2 separate regions of the Callithrix jacchus genome follow, and region 1 is linked to region 2. The links are chromatin contacts, called in public Hi-C maps. All regions are on one chromosome and are shown on one strand. The core of a region is the stretch at or near the end of the contact, and the rest is flanking DNA. Distances in the headings are between cores, read along the strand shown. Region 1 overlaps SYN3 (synapsin III). Region 2 holds the start of TIMP3 (TIMP metallopeptidase inhibitor 3).

Region 1 (6,383 bases), core at 587-3,086, 120 kb after region 2:
AAGCTAGAGAAGATATAATGAACCTTACTTGGAGGTTGGGACCAAATGGATCCCTTGGAGAATTCAGGAATAGACCATGGGGTTCCATTTTTCTCTTCCCAAAGATTTTTCTCCCTAATCCTCATCAACCTGCTGCCCCATAAGGAATGACAAGCTAGAAAGCTCCCCCAACACATGTCAGAGTGTGTCACTCCTCTATTAAAAACCTCTCAATGGTTTATCATCTTATTGTAAAAAACGGCCCAAACCAAACAAACAGCAAAGCAGCCACAGAGCCTGAGAGCAGTCAGCCCAGGGTTTTAGGACCTTACCCGTTTTGTCCCCTTTGTCCACTCTTTCACTCTGCTCTGGCAGAAAAGAAAGAGTTTCTTTTCTTTTCAGATAAGAAAACTGAGAATGCAATGAAAGCAACAAGCTAGAAGGAGCTTGACTCCCTGAGGTCTTCATGGAACAGTGCCATTATACTAACCCAAAAAATTTTATTATCCCACCCCTATTTTATTAGAGAAAAATATCCCCTGATAAGACCCTTATAAGAGCAAGTCTGATTCACTCCTCATTTTTTTTTTGAGAGTCTTGCTCTGTTACCTAGGCTGCCAGTCTGGAGTGCAGTGGCACAATCTCGGTTCACTGCAACATCTGCCTCCCAGGTTCAAGTGATCCTCCTGCCCAGCCTCTTGAGTAGCTGGTAGTACAGGCATGTGCCATTGCACCCAGCTAAATTATGTCCCTTTTTGTCTTATTCGCAGACTTAAGAGCCAAATCTCAGGCAGGGCAACATACAATCTCTCTTCCTTCCTCCCTTCCTTACTTTCTTCTTTCATTACGTCTTCCTCACTCACTCACTCCCTTCCTCCCTTACTTCCTTCTTCATTCCTTCTTCTTCCCTCCCTCCATTTTCCCCTTTCTTTCTTCTCTCCTTCCTTCCAGGATGTTTTCTGTAAGACTGAAGGGATTATACTATGCATATCATTTGACACTTAGTTTTTTCAAGATGACAAATATCTTGACATATTTTTTCCATCAGCCTGCAGTAGCCTATGGTACTAAAGTTTATTAAACGAGCCCCTGTTGATCATAGAAAAGTGTTGCAAAGTCGTGGCATGCGTGTCTTTGCACCCTTGCTCAGGTTCTGGGTAGGACAAGTTCCTTGAAATGGATTGCTGGGTCAAAGGGGATGCACATTTCAATTTGCCAAATTGCTGGGTTGCCTTCCAAATACATACCACTGTATACTTTGGTGTGTGTTCATTTTAATCTCTGTAATACATCATATAAGAGAGCTCTCCTTCTGCATTTTGCTTAGTTTTTTGGAAAAGTAAAAGTCAATTCAGGTCGGGAAAGGAGAAGATTGGGGAAGGCTTCCATGAGGAGGTCACTTTTCAACCAGACCTTGAAGGATGGCATGGTATTCAGAGAAACAGACAAAGGACATTCCAGGTAGAGGCTGGAATATGGAGTCAAAGACATTCTTGGAGCTTTGTCGAGGTGGGGAGGTAGTTCATTATTCTTTGGTAAATTCTTGGCCATAATGTTACTTAGACCACAGCCCACTACAAGGCAGATTTAGATACTTGAACAAAACAGACAAACAAGCGATCACATTTCAACAGGGGGAAACAGACAATAAACAGAAAATAAAGTCAACTAGATGGCATGTTAGATGGAGATAAGTGCTTTGGGAGTAAAAATCAGGGATAGGAGATGGGTAATGTTCATGGGGAGCAAAAGGGGCTGCTGTGTTAAACAAGGTAACTAGAAAAGGCCTCATGAGAGGGTGATAATGACCCATAGCAAGTGAAGGAAGGAGCCTTCCAGATTCCTGGGGAAGAGCATTCCAGGGAGAGGGGCAGCAGTGACAAAGGGCCTGAGGTGGGAGAGTCCTCAGTGAATTAGGAGAACAAGAAGGTCACATGGCCAGAGCAGAGTGAAAGAGTGGACAAAGGGGACAAAAAAGATAAGGTCCTAAAACCCTGGGGGCTGACTGCTATCAGGTTCTGTGGCTGCTTTGCTGTTTGTTTGGTTTGGGCCGTTTTTTAGAATAAGATGATAAACCATTGAGAGGTTTTTAATAGAGGACTGACACACTCTGACATGTGGTTCAAGGAGATCCTTCTGTGTAAGAGAGAGATAAGGACCAAAATGAGACCAATCCAAAGGTTACTGGCATAATGCAGGTAACTTGGACCAAGGTGAAGCAGTAATGGTAGTGGAAAATTACCATATTCTGAATGTATTTTGAAGGTAGAGTCTTTAGGATTTGCTCATGAATTGGGTGTGAGGTGTAAGAGATGAGGAAGCATCAAGATAGCTGTAGAGTTTTGACCTGATGCTGCCATTAACGGAAGTAGAACTCAGTTTGGAGCTGGGGAGAGTCAAAGGCTCAGTTACAGATATTAATGTGTGGTTTCTTTAGACATCAGAGTGCTGTCAAGTAAGCAGTTGGACATGTTAGAACAAATTCAGGGAGAGGTCAGGGCTAGAAATATAAACAGATGAGTCATCAGCATATAGATAGCATTAAGAGTCATTAGGCTACATGAGGTTACCAAAGGAATGAGCATGGACAGAAAAAGAGAAAAGGTCTGAGAGTTGACCCCTGAGACACTGTTACAAAGTCAGGAAGGTGGGAGCGGGGAGCCTGTGATGGGGACCAGCTAGCAAGGTAGGACATTGGGTCCTAAAGGCCAAAAGACATGAGCTAGCAAGGTAGGACATTGGATCCTAAAGGTCTAAAAGACATGAGTGTTTGATAGAAGAGCATGTGATTAAACACTGCTGCTGACTATTTGCAACTGCAGAAATACGAAACCAGCCCAAAGGCTCATTAATCAACGAGATTAATGGATAAAAATCTGTGGTATATACCATGGCATACTACTCAGCCATAAAAAGGAATAAAATAATGGCATTTGCAACAACCTGGAATTGGAAACCATTATTCTAAATGAAGTAACTTGGGAATGGAAAACCAAACATCATATGTTCTCACTCATGAGTGGGAGCTAAGCTATGAGGATGTAAAGGCGTAAGAATGATACAATGGGCCAGGTGCAGTGGCACATCCCTGTAATCCCAGCACTTTGGGAGGCCAAGGCAGGTGGATCACCTGAGACCAGGAGTTCAAGACCAGCCTGGCCAAAATGACAAAACCCTGTCTCTATTAAAAATACAAAAATTAGTTAGGTATGGTGGCACATGTCTGTAGTCCCAGGTATGTGGGAGGTTGAGGCATGAGAATGCCTTGAACCAGGAGGCAGAGGTGGTGGCGAGCCAAGATGGTGCCATTGCACTCTAACGTGGGTGACAGAGCAGGCTCTGTCAAAAAAAAAAAGAATTATACAAGGGACTTTGGGGATTTGGAAGGAAAGGGTGGGAGGGGTTGAGGGATAAAAGACTACGAATAGAGTACAGTGTATACTGCTTAGGTGATGGATGCACCAAAATCTCAGATATCACCACTGAAGAACTTATCTATGTAACCAAACACCTCCTGTTCCCCCCAAAACCTATGGAAATGCAAAATAATAAATAAATAAATACTGCTGTTAGGTCAGGAAAAACAAGGACTAAAATGCTGACCACTTGATTTTCCCCTGAAAATAATTTATTACTTTTAACCAACTGCTGGTCAAGTCTCCCTAGCCTTGGATGGAAGTCATATCACTTTGCACATCATCAGCCAAGGACTGATTGAATGGTTTCACTTGCAAAGGGGAAATCTTATCTCCTAGTCATGAGGTGGGATTTCTGACAGAAGGAAGAGCATATATTAGGTGAAGAAAGCTAGACTAGGAAGGAATGGAGACAGCATGGGCACCAGTCTTGGTTTATCTACTTGCTCCCTGTGTGACCTTAATATCCTCTGCAGCTCTCTGCATCTTCACATGAAATATGGTGGGTGGTGAGCAGAGCAGGGTTCCCTGAGACACTTTTCATAGTCTCTTCCCAAGCCTAAAATTCAAAGACATTTTACTTTCTCAGTCAGGACGGCTACATAATTTGCAGGATTCCTTTTTCAAAATGTGTTGTGTCAGGGGAAATGCTGTTAAAGATACTAAATATAAACCTTTTTCTTTTCTTCCACTGTCTCTCACTTGACTTGTCTTAGTGCTTTTTTAATTGCTATCTAATATCATTCTAGTTAAAATACATAAATGAAGTTTTACATTATTAGTATGGATTTTACCATTTACTTTTACATTATGCAATGCAAAATTTTAAATGCAAATATGAAAACATTGAATTCATAAGCAGAATCAATAAAATTATGCAATTCATATTTCATAGTTCACACATGCTGTATTAGTCATTTCTCACACTGCTAATAAAGACCTACTTGAGACTGGGCAACTTATAAAGAAAACGAGGTTTAATGGACTTACAGTTTTATGTGGCTGGGGAAGCCTCACAATCATGGCAGAAGGCAAAAGGCACGTCTTACATGGCGCAGGCAAGAGAAAAGACAGCCACAACCATCAGATTTTATGAGACTTATTTACGACCATGAATACAGTATGGGGGAAACCGCCCCCATGATTCAATTATCTCCCACCTGGTCCCTCTCACAACATGTGGGAATTATGGGAGCTACAATTAAAGATGAGATTTGGGTGACAACACATGCCAGGTCGGTATTTCCTTCTGACCTCAATAGTGCAAATGCTGCCCAAAACTAACTCAACCGCTTTTATTTCACTTCTTGATGCACACATTTTCTCCATCCCTCTCTACTTGAGGCTTACTGTTGAGTAAGGAAGGACTAAAAGAAAAACGAACTATGAATTGGCATATCTTTTTCTTTTTTTTCCCCGTGTCATCATATTCAGTATAAATTGTTGGCTAGTAAGAAGGAATACGAGGGAGTCTGTTGGTTGTTTGCTTTTCTTAGAATGTGATTGTCTTCTTCATCTGTAAAATGGGGATACTTTGTAAGGTTATTTTAAAACAGAAAATTTATTTATCCTTTCATGTAATTCTGTCCTAAGCACAGTGCCTAGAACACATATGTGTTCAGTAAATATTTTAAATGCTAAGAATTCAGTGTGGCTCAAGTAGGGTGGATGCTGAGGTACATAATAAAGATCACGGCTGAGCAGTAATTGAGTATTTACTATATGCCAGGCATTGTGCTAATGCTATTGTATTAACTCATTTCCTTTTAATGACAGCCTTGTGAAGTAGACATTTTTATTATCCCCATTTTACAGATGAGGAAATTGGAAAGGTAAGTAGCTGGGCCAAAGCCCCCATAGCCAGTTAAGTGGAATATCTGGGAGTCAAGCCCAGGTCAATAAGATGCCAAAGCACGTGCTTTGGAACACTAACTATACTGGTTCCATAGTTACTTGGTAATAAAATCAAAGTAGTCAAAGAGCTTTGGAGGAAAATGATGAGTTCGTTCTGGGGAATCCAAGAAAGGCATTGAGAAGGCGGCTGTATATACACGTCTGTAGCTCAGGAATGATGACCAGACTATAGATAAAATTTGGGAGTCCTCAGCTGAATGATAGCCAGTAAAACCATGAACATGGATATGAGTAAGGTAAGAGAGCCCTATAGAACTAAGGAGTCTGAGAGCCAAGGAAGAAAAGAATGCTGAAAAGCAGAAGCTAAGACGTAGGAGGGGATACATAGGGGGAATGCCTGGAAACCCATGGGCACTAATTGGCTACAGAAATGGCCAATCAGATGACAACTGCAAAAAGACCTTTAGATTTTGCACGTGACCCCACAGGTGACTTTGGGTAGAACAGACTCCCTAAACTGGTAGACAAGGGGAAAGGGACAATGGAGAGATTTATAACTAAACTTGGTATGACTTTTCATCTGTCACAGTCCATGGAAAAAAATTATTCTTTGTCAAACTACATTTCCTGACTTGGAGGCTAAGAAAATTCAGTCACTGCGGCAAGATGCAACATGCTACTTGGCTGTGGACATTTGGCAAACCACTCACATCCCCTCTTGAGGCCTCAGTTTCCTCATCTGTACATAGAGTTATTGGATGAGACATACTCTTTAAGTTTTCTCCCAGATCCAAAATTCTATTCCCTTATACTCCAGATGCTCTTTGAGGGTGTTGGTATTGACAAGAAAGGTGGAGTAAAAGAGAGGGACCCCGCTTGGCTGCAGCAGGTCCCCTTGTGTCCTGTTCCCTCTCTGCCTTATTTTCTCCATAGTGCTCTAAGGCAGCTGTGAAGCCAATGATGAGAACCACATGTTTTTGGGCAGCCCTGCTGTTGCACAATGCCGCCAAGGGGAGAGCAAAAAAGAAAGAGAGAAAAAAGAAGAAAGTAAGTAAGAAAGGAAAGAAAAGAGCTTTGGTATTCTCCGCTTCCACAGACAATTCCCCCATTGATGTGCTATGAGTCATGGCAGGC
Region 2 (6,441 bases), core at 827-3,326:
ATTGGACTTGAGCTGCACCCCTGCACACCCTGATTCCACTTGCCAGCCTCCTGGCCGGTGCATGTGTGCTCCCGCTGGGCAAAACTGGAACTCAGAAGCAGCAGCAACTCCCCATACTAATCAGGTGGGCATGTCACAAACTGGAATGAGGAGGGAAAGAGTAAGTGGAATGTGGGTGGAGGCGGTAAGAGGAGGAGGGAGGAAAACCTTTCCCAGGCTTCAGGCTGCCCAAAAGGATCTTTTAAGCAATACACAAACCAGGGGCCAGCTAGGTTCCCCAGGGAGAGGGAATGATGCACCCTGCAGCCCCAGGAAACCTCTAACAAGGGTGACCTCAGATCACACAAACCCCTTTAGCTGCACTGACTTTCTGGTCACCACACTCCCACTTTGACCTCTAGGCTCAGTCCAGTCCACCAGCAGCACCCCTCCCGGCCTCTACTGCCTCCCCTGCCAAGCTCCTGCCTCCTCCCCCTCCTCACTGCAACACACTGGTAGAGTCCCTCACCCAAGACTCAGTGGAAAATTTCCTTCTCCTTTATGACTGTACTTAAAACACACACGCTCCATTCTTCACCTCTGAATCGACACAGGCAGAGGGTGGCAAGGCTGTCCCACCCCACCACCCAGCTCAGCACACACACTATCCCAGCAGGGCCACTGGACTTGCATGCTTTATAGGCTGGAAAGGAAGAGAGAGATGTTTTCCAGATGCCACCCCGCCTTTGGCCACGGGTATCCCAAACACTCCCAGACAAGCCTCCCAGGATGCTCTCAAGGCCCTCTGTACATGCTAAGGAGTAGGACCTCCTGCTCCTTACAGGATCACTCTACTCAAGACACTAAGTCCAGTCTGGAACTGTCATCCAGATGTGACCCTTGGCAGCTTTGTTCTTTTAGTGACAAATCTGTTTTCCACTACCCATTCTCTCCCTCCCCACACACATTCAAGGAAAAAAAAAATAGCCTTCCTGTGAATTTTCACAGCTATGTGATAAGTGATCCCTCACACACACCACCTTCTGCTGGCTATCAACACTCTCAAATACAGTGCCTCCAGGGGGTGGGTCAACGCCACAGCTTTCTCCTCCTTTCCCCCTTAAATCCACCCAAACTTGGCAGTCCAAGAAGCTCGGTTTGCGCTTGCTTGGGAAGCCTGCAGTTGGGTTGGGTCTCAGTGAAAAGAATAAATTTCATGGGCACAGGAGATGATGCAAATTCGGAGTACTCCAAGTTTCTCCTGCAACTTTCCGTGCACATGGCTGGCAACTTTTTTTTTTAACTAGTCAACTTCCCAGCACTTTAGTTAGCATTCCAAGCTTTGAGAACCTTTCCCCACCCTTCTCTTCTAGCCCTTCCTCCTTTAGTAGTGAATGGGGACATTTTTCAGATGTCAAAAGAACAGGCAGGAACCTCACGCCCTAAGTTAGGAAAGCAAAGGCGGCCAAGGGATCGCTCAGCCACAGCGAGTTTCCTCTGCAGGCCATCTTCCCCTCTTGGCTATGCCAGCGCCCCCGGCCAAGGACATTGAGTTTCTCCACTCCGCCCCAACCCCGTTTGCCCCTTTCTTGGGACAGAGGAAAGGAGTGGGGCTTGTCCTGCCTCCCTGGGCCGCGCAGCAGTCCCGGCTGCAGCGCGGGGCTCGGGCGGGGCACCGGTAGCGCTTACCGATGTCGGAGTTGCAGAAGGCGTCCTGGGGGTGGCTGGGTGAGCATGTGCACGCCTCGGCGCCCCAGTCCCCCAGGCTCCAGCTGCCCAGGAGGACGACGAGCCCGAGCCAGGGAGTCATTGCCGCTACTGCCGGGGCTGCTGCTCGCCTCTCCAAAGTTGCCGTGCGCACCGCCGGCGGGGCTGCTGCAGCCCGAGCTCGCTCGCCCGCCGGGCCGTGCGGGGCAACTTTGGCCTCCGGCGCCCTGCCCTCCGAGTGCCCAGCGGGACGGGATAGGGCGCGGCGAGGCTGCCTCGGCGCTGGTGCAGGACTCCGCGGGCGGCCTACCGGCGAAGGAGCAGTAGCTGGAGGAGCAAGAGGAGGAGGAGAAGCCGTCTAAACGCCCGCCGCCTGCCTGCTGCCCGCTCTGCGCCGCTGCCTGGGCGGTTGAGTGATATAGCCTGGGCCCCCGGGGACCCCGCCTCGGGTGCTCGGGGCCCGCCCCCTCAGACCAATGGCAGAGCCGCATTACCTCATCGGCCCTCCAAAAAGGGGGCGGGGCCGGGGGCGCGGGGCAGCGGGGCGGGGCCACCCCCGGACCGTTCAGATCCTTATAGGGAATAATACCGCCGTGGGCACGCGAGTGGGTGGGCTGGGGTGCGCCCGGGACCAGTGCTTACCGCCGGGTCCTCCGAGCGGCGCCCTGGGGCCCCCTCTCATATGCGCCCTCGCCCCACGCCACTGGGTGCCTCTGACCCAAACCAGAACCAACTACCGCCACTCACCCACCCCAGCAGAACCCCTTCCACGAGTCAGGGTTGGCCATGTCCTTGAGTCCTTGATTGCACATGGTGGAATAGCTATCGGGGATGCTAACTGCTACCCCTCCAGTTTCTCTGGAGAGAGCAGAGGAGAAAGACCCAAACACACACACACACACATCTCTCTCTCTCTCTCTCTCTCTCTCTCTCTCTCTCTCTCTCTCTCTCTCTCTCTCTCTCTCTCTCTCTCTGGTTCTTACTCTCTGGGATATGAGAAGCCATCTGCTGTTTGCAGCTGGCTATGATATATGATAGAAGATTGTTTTTCTGTGCTCCCCCAGAGCAAACGGGGTTCTGTATTCATTCAACAAACACAGTTCGGGATGCTGGGTTAAGCAACACAAAGCCCTTGCCCCCAGGGAAATCCATGAATGCACAGGGTGATTTTCTATGATGCTAGGGCTATGAAGAAAACAGAGTTCTGGGTTGAACGTAACCGGGGAAGGCGCTGCTTTCTCTGTGCTAACAAGGGAAGGGCTCCCTGAAGTGCCATCCTTGCTGAGAAGTGGGCAAAGAGGAGGATCAGCTCTGGACAAGCCACGGGAGAGAGTGCCAGGGAGGAGGAACACAAGTACAAACGTCCTGGGCATGTTTGCAAGACAGAAAGTAGAAAGGCAAGAGGAAATGGTTCCCCACCCATGGCTGCTGACAGGTCGCCACCCTTCAGCAAGGGATTTGTGGGTGAGCTGATCCAAAACTGTAGTAAAACCAGGAGAGCGATCCAGGATCCTAGACTGCTAGCTATAACGGATGATTGCAAATAACGAACACAATTACTATCCTTATTATTAACATCTTGATTCTGCTTTGTATTTTTAAAAACAGGATTCCGTACCTTACCTCATTATAGTGCTCACAATAATCCTTCTAGATAGGAAAAGCAAGTGCACGTATCACTCCCACTTTCCAGGTGATAAGATGATTGGTGGCCAGCCAGGAACTCAAGTCACCCCTTTCCACTGCCCCTTCCCATCTGCAGAGAGACTTGCATTTCCCCGAACTTCAGCATCTGTTCCATATAACTGCAAGTGGCCGTTTGCAGCTGGGATCTTCCATCTTTCTACACTTGTCTCTCTCCCTTTCTCTTCCACTTCATCCTGTTAAAGATTCATATGTTTGAGCTGCAGAAATGCTACAAGTTTGGAACAAATAAAAACAGGGAGAAATGCAAGTTCAGCTTCTTTCTCAGAACTCCTCTGGTTACCTCTCAGAGAAGTGACAGTGGGACAGCAGAGGCCAAAGAATTTGTGAGAGGCAGTATTTCCAAGAACATTTTTGAAACTCCTTTTCCCCCCTTGAGCATTTTAGCCATAGGAAAGGGAAACCAGTTTCCACATCATTCTGGCTTGTTCCCCACCCAGCTTTAAAAACCCTCCCTGTCTTCACTCTGTGTCCTAACCCATAGAGATGTTTCTGTCACTCGATGTTTTTCCAGCACTGTTTTCATTGTTTTATGGGGTATGATTGTATTACTTCCCCAACCACAGTAGGAATATTTTGAGGCCTAGGATATTTAGCCACACTGCTTTTTAGCTCTCTGAGAACCAAATAGGGTCTCAGGAGACTGGAGCATGGGTGTGGCCAATAGCCCACTGAATCCTGAGCAGAGTGCCCTGGAGGCCAGTCTAAGGATCCAGGTTGAATGAGGGCATACGTGGTGGAATTTGAGAGTTTCGCTTATCCCCGCACTCCACATGACTTATTCCACAGTCATGTGGAAGGTTTTATAAGACTTTCCAGACCAAATCCACTTTGAATAAGCATCTTACATGATAGAGGCCCTCTCTTCTCTTTCTTTTCCTGTTATAATTTTGTCCAATCTGCCGATATTTTCTCCAAGGGAAAGCCTTTCCTGAAATATAAGTATCAAGTAGATAACTTCTGCTGAACTTCAAGCAGCAGTTTTCTCATAGAAAGCATCTGAAGCATTTTATTCCGGCAGTTACCTAATTATGAAATCGCAAGTGGAATCTGATCTTTTTTCCAGCTGAAAGGTAATGAAATTACCTTTTGGTTAATTTCCTCTCACTCCGTGTCCTAAGCCAGTCCATGCAGTGTCTCGAAGTTTAACAAATTCCAAGAGCTTTTCAGTTAGGATGTTCTGCCTTATTCCTAACCTGAGTCAGTTCCCCTCTACCCGCCATGTGAAGGCAGTTCAGTTCTCACCCTAAGGAAGAGAAAGAGCAAACTCCATGAATCCTTGTGCAGGGAAGTCCTCCTGCTAGGGCTACCCCCTTCATGAGCCTAGTAATATGTAAGAATTGTTTTTTCAACATCATTTAATAAGCTAGGTGGGGTGGACCTGAGGTTAATGGTAAGAGTGAAGATACAGGCTCTCCTGCTTTCTCTTGACAGCTAAAAACAGTGATAGATTTATAAATCTGGGAAGAACTAAGTTTCAAGATCTATCTGGCCTGTCTACACACCTACCAGGATGACTGGGTATTCCCTTTCCTAGAACTTTTCTAGGAAACATGAGTCCATATCCATATCCACCCTCTTTGTATCAAGTTATAGGATGCTGGAGTCTGTAGGAAGAGAAGTTGTAAAAAGGACCTCAGAAACTACCCATCCTTATTTTAAATGTGGGAAAAATAAGATTCAGACAGGTGAAGGAACTTGCCCCTTTTCAGGCCTCAGTCCTCCAAGCTCTAGGGTGTGGCCCAAGCTTGTACTGTGGCCTTGGAAACACCAGCCTTTCACAGATCTCATATCTGCTTTTGAGATCTGTAGATAGATCCATTTGAGTCTCTTTGTACAGTGCCCAGCCCACAGAGAACTTTAACCTGCACTGATTAAATAATTCTCTATTATGATAATAATCATCCTCTGAGCCAATCAGAAGAAATACAGGTTTGTCCTCATGACAGGTTTATCTCTTGTGTGTTTATTTTTTTCCCCTTTCTAAATGTCGAGCTAATGCATTCCAAACATATCACTATAAAAAGGCACATGAAAACTTTGTTTCTGGGAAATGAAAAGAGAGTAGAGTGGGGAAAAAAAAATCAAAAGACCTGGGATTTGTTCCGAATGTTGCAGAGTAGTTGTGCACCTGCCTTGGTCAAGTCACTTTGCCTGTCCAGGAGTCAACTTTGACTTCTGTGTTTATTGGACAAAAGATAGAACTCAGTGGTCCCCAGGATCTCTCTTGCCTCAAAAATTCTAAGATTCCATGGGAAATCCTCAAGGAGAAGTGAATATTTCTGAAGGGGAGATGGGTCTTGCTGTTTAAACAGGTTTGACACACAGGAATGTACTTAAGACTGAAGACCACGCATCAGTTTCCCAGCCAACACTGAGTTCCTAAACTGCTACCTCCCCCAAGAATCAATGCTGAAAATGGAATTTCAGAGAAGCCTGTGATGCTAAAGACCTAGGAGAGACAGGATCTGGCTTCTGGCGGTGCCCAGTGTAGTTATGTCTTCACCTGCCTGCTTGCCTCTTGGGTCATAGCACTAAAAGTTTTGGAAGGTGTCTTTTTTATCTCCATTTTCTTTTTGGTCTTCGAAAGTCATCAAACTCTTCCACATCCTTCAGATCTCAGTTTAGATGTCACCTCCTCTGGGAAACCTCCTCTGATTCCCCTCCCATGTATACCCACAGCACCCCGTATTAACTTCTTTGACGATACTTAGCTGACTCGAATGTGATTGTTTACCCATCTGTTTCCCTTCCTGAGCTGTAAGCCCCTAGAAGACAGGGATCAACTGTTGGTAACAATGAGTTTAATAAGAATTGGTTGAATGGGTCCAGTGATCAGCACCACCAACTCCTTTCCAGCATTCAGACAGGCAGGTAGGTGGTGGCTCCTTGGAGAGTTCTCGGAGCTCTATCCTTCTGGCCAGTGCTAGGGGGCACTATAAGCCAGAGAACATCCATTTGCTCAGCCTGCAGTCCTGGTCGGTTGTCTCTGTGTGAGGGCGGGACAGCACATTTCCACATTCATCGGTGGGGTGCGGGTGCGTTTGAGTG

What was found. Hi-C and Micro-C count contacts between places; a contact is called where the count stands out from the background.
Region 1: a Hi-C map of skeletal muscle shows a contact between it and region 2, with 3 times the contacts expected there. The contact joins the enhancer-like site here to the promoter of TIMP3 in region 2. A contact is called at or near these places in 3 of 3 Hi-C or Micro-C datasets (induced pluripotent stem cells and skeletal muscle).

The regions. Positions count from the first base shown.
Region 1 is chr1:203,381,060-203,387,442 of calJac240_pri, forward strand. All of the region lies in intron 7 of SYN3 (synapsin III), which reads left to right. Among named protein-coding and RNA genes, the nearest start is that of TIMP3, 120 kb to the left of the region's middle. Within about 2 kb of position 1,837, at least 2 of the 16 cell types and tissues checked have an H3K27ac peak or open chromatin away from gene starts, as enhancers often do. A contact at or near this core is called in skeletal muscle, where this site is marked.
Region 2 is chr1:203,259,430-203,265,870 of calJac240_pri, forward strand. TIMP3 (TIMP metallopeptidase inhibitor 3) reads right to left here and starts at 2,077. Exons shown (of 5, transcript XM_002743712.6): 1 at 1,669-2,077. The coding sequence starts at 1,789. The region is part of intron 7 of SYN3 (synapsin III); the gene reads left to right.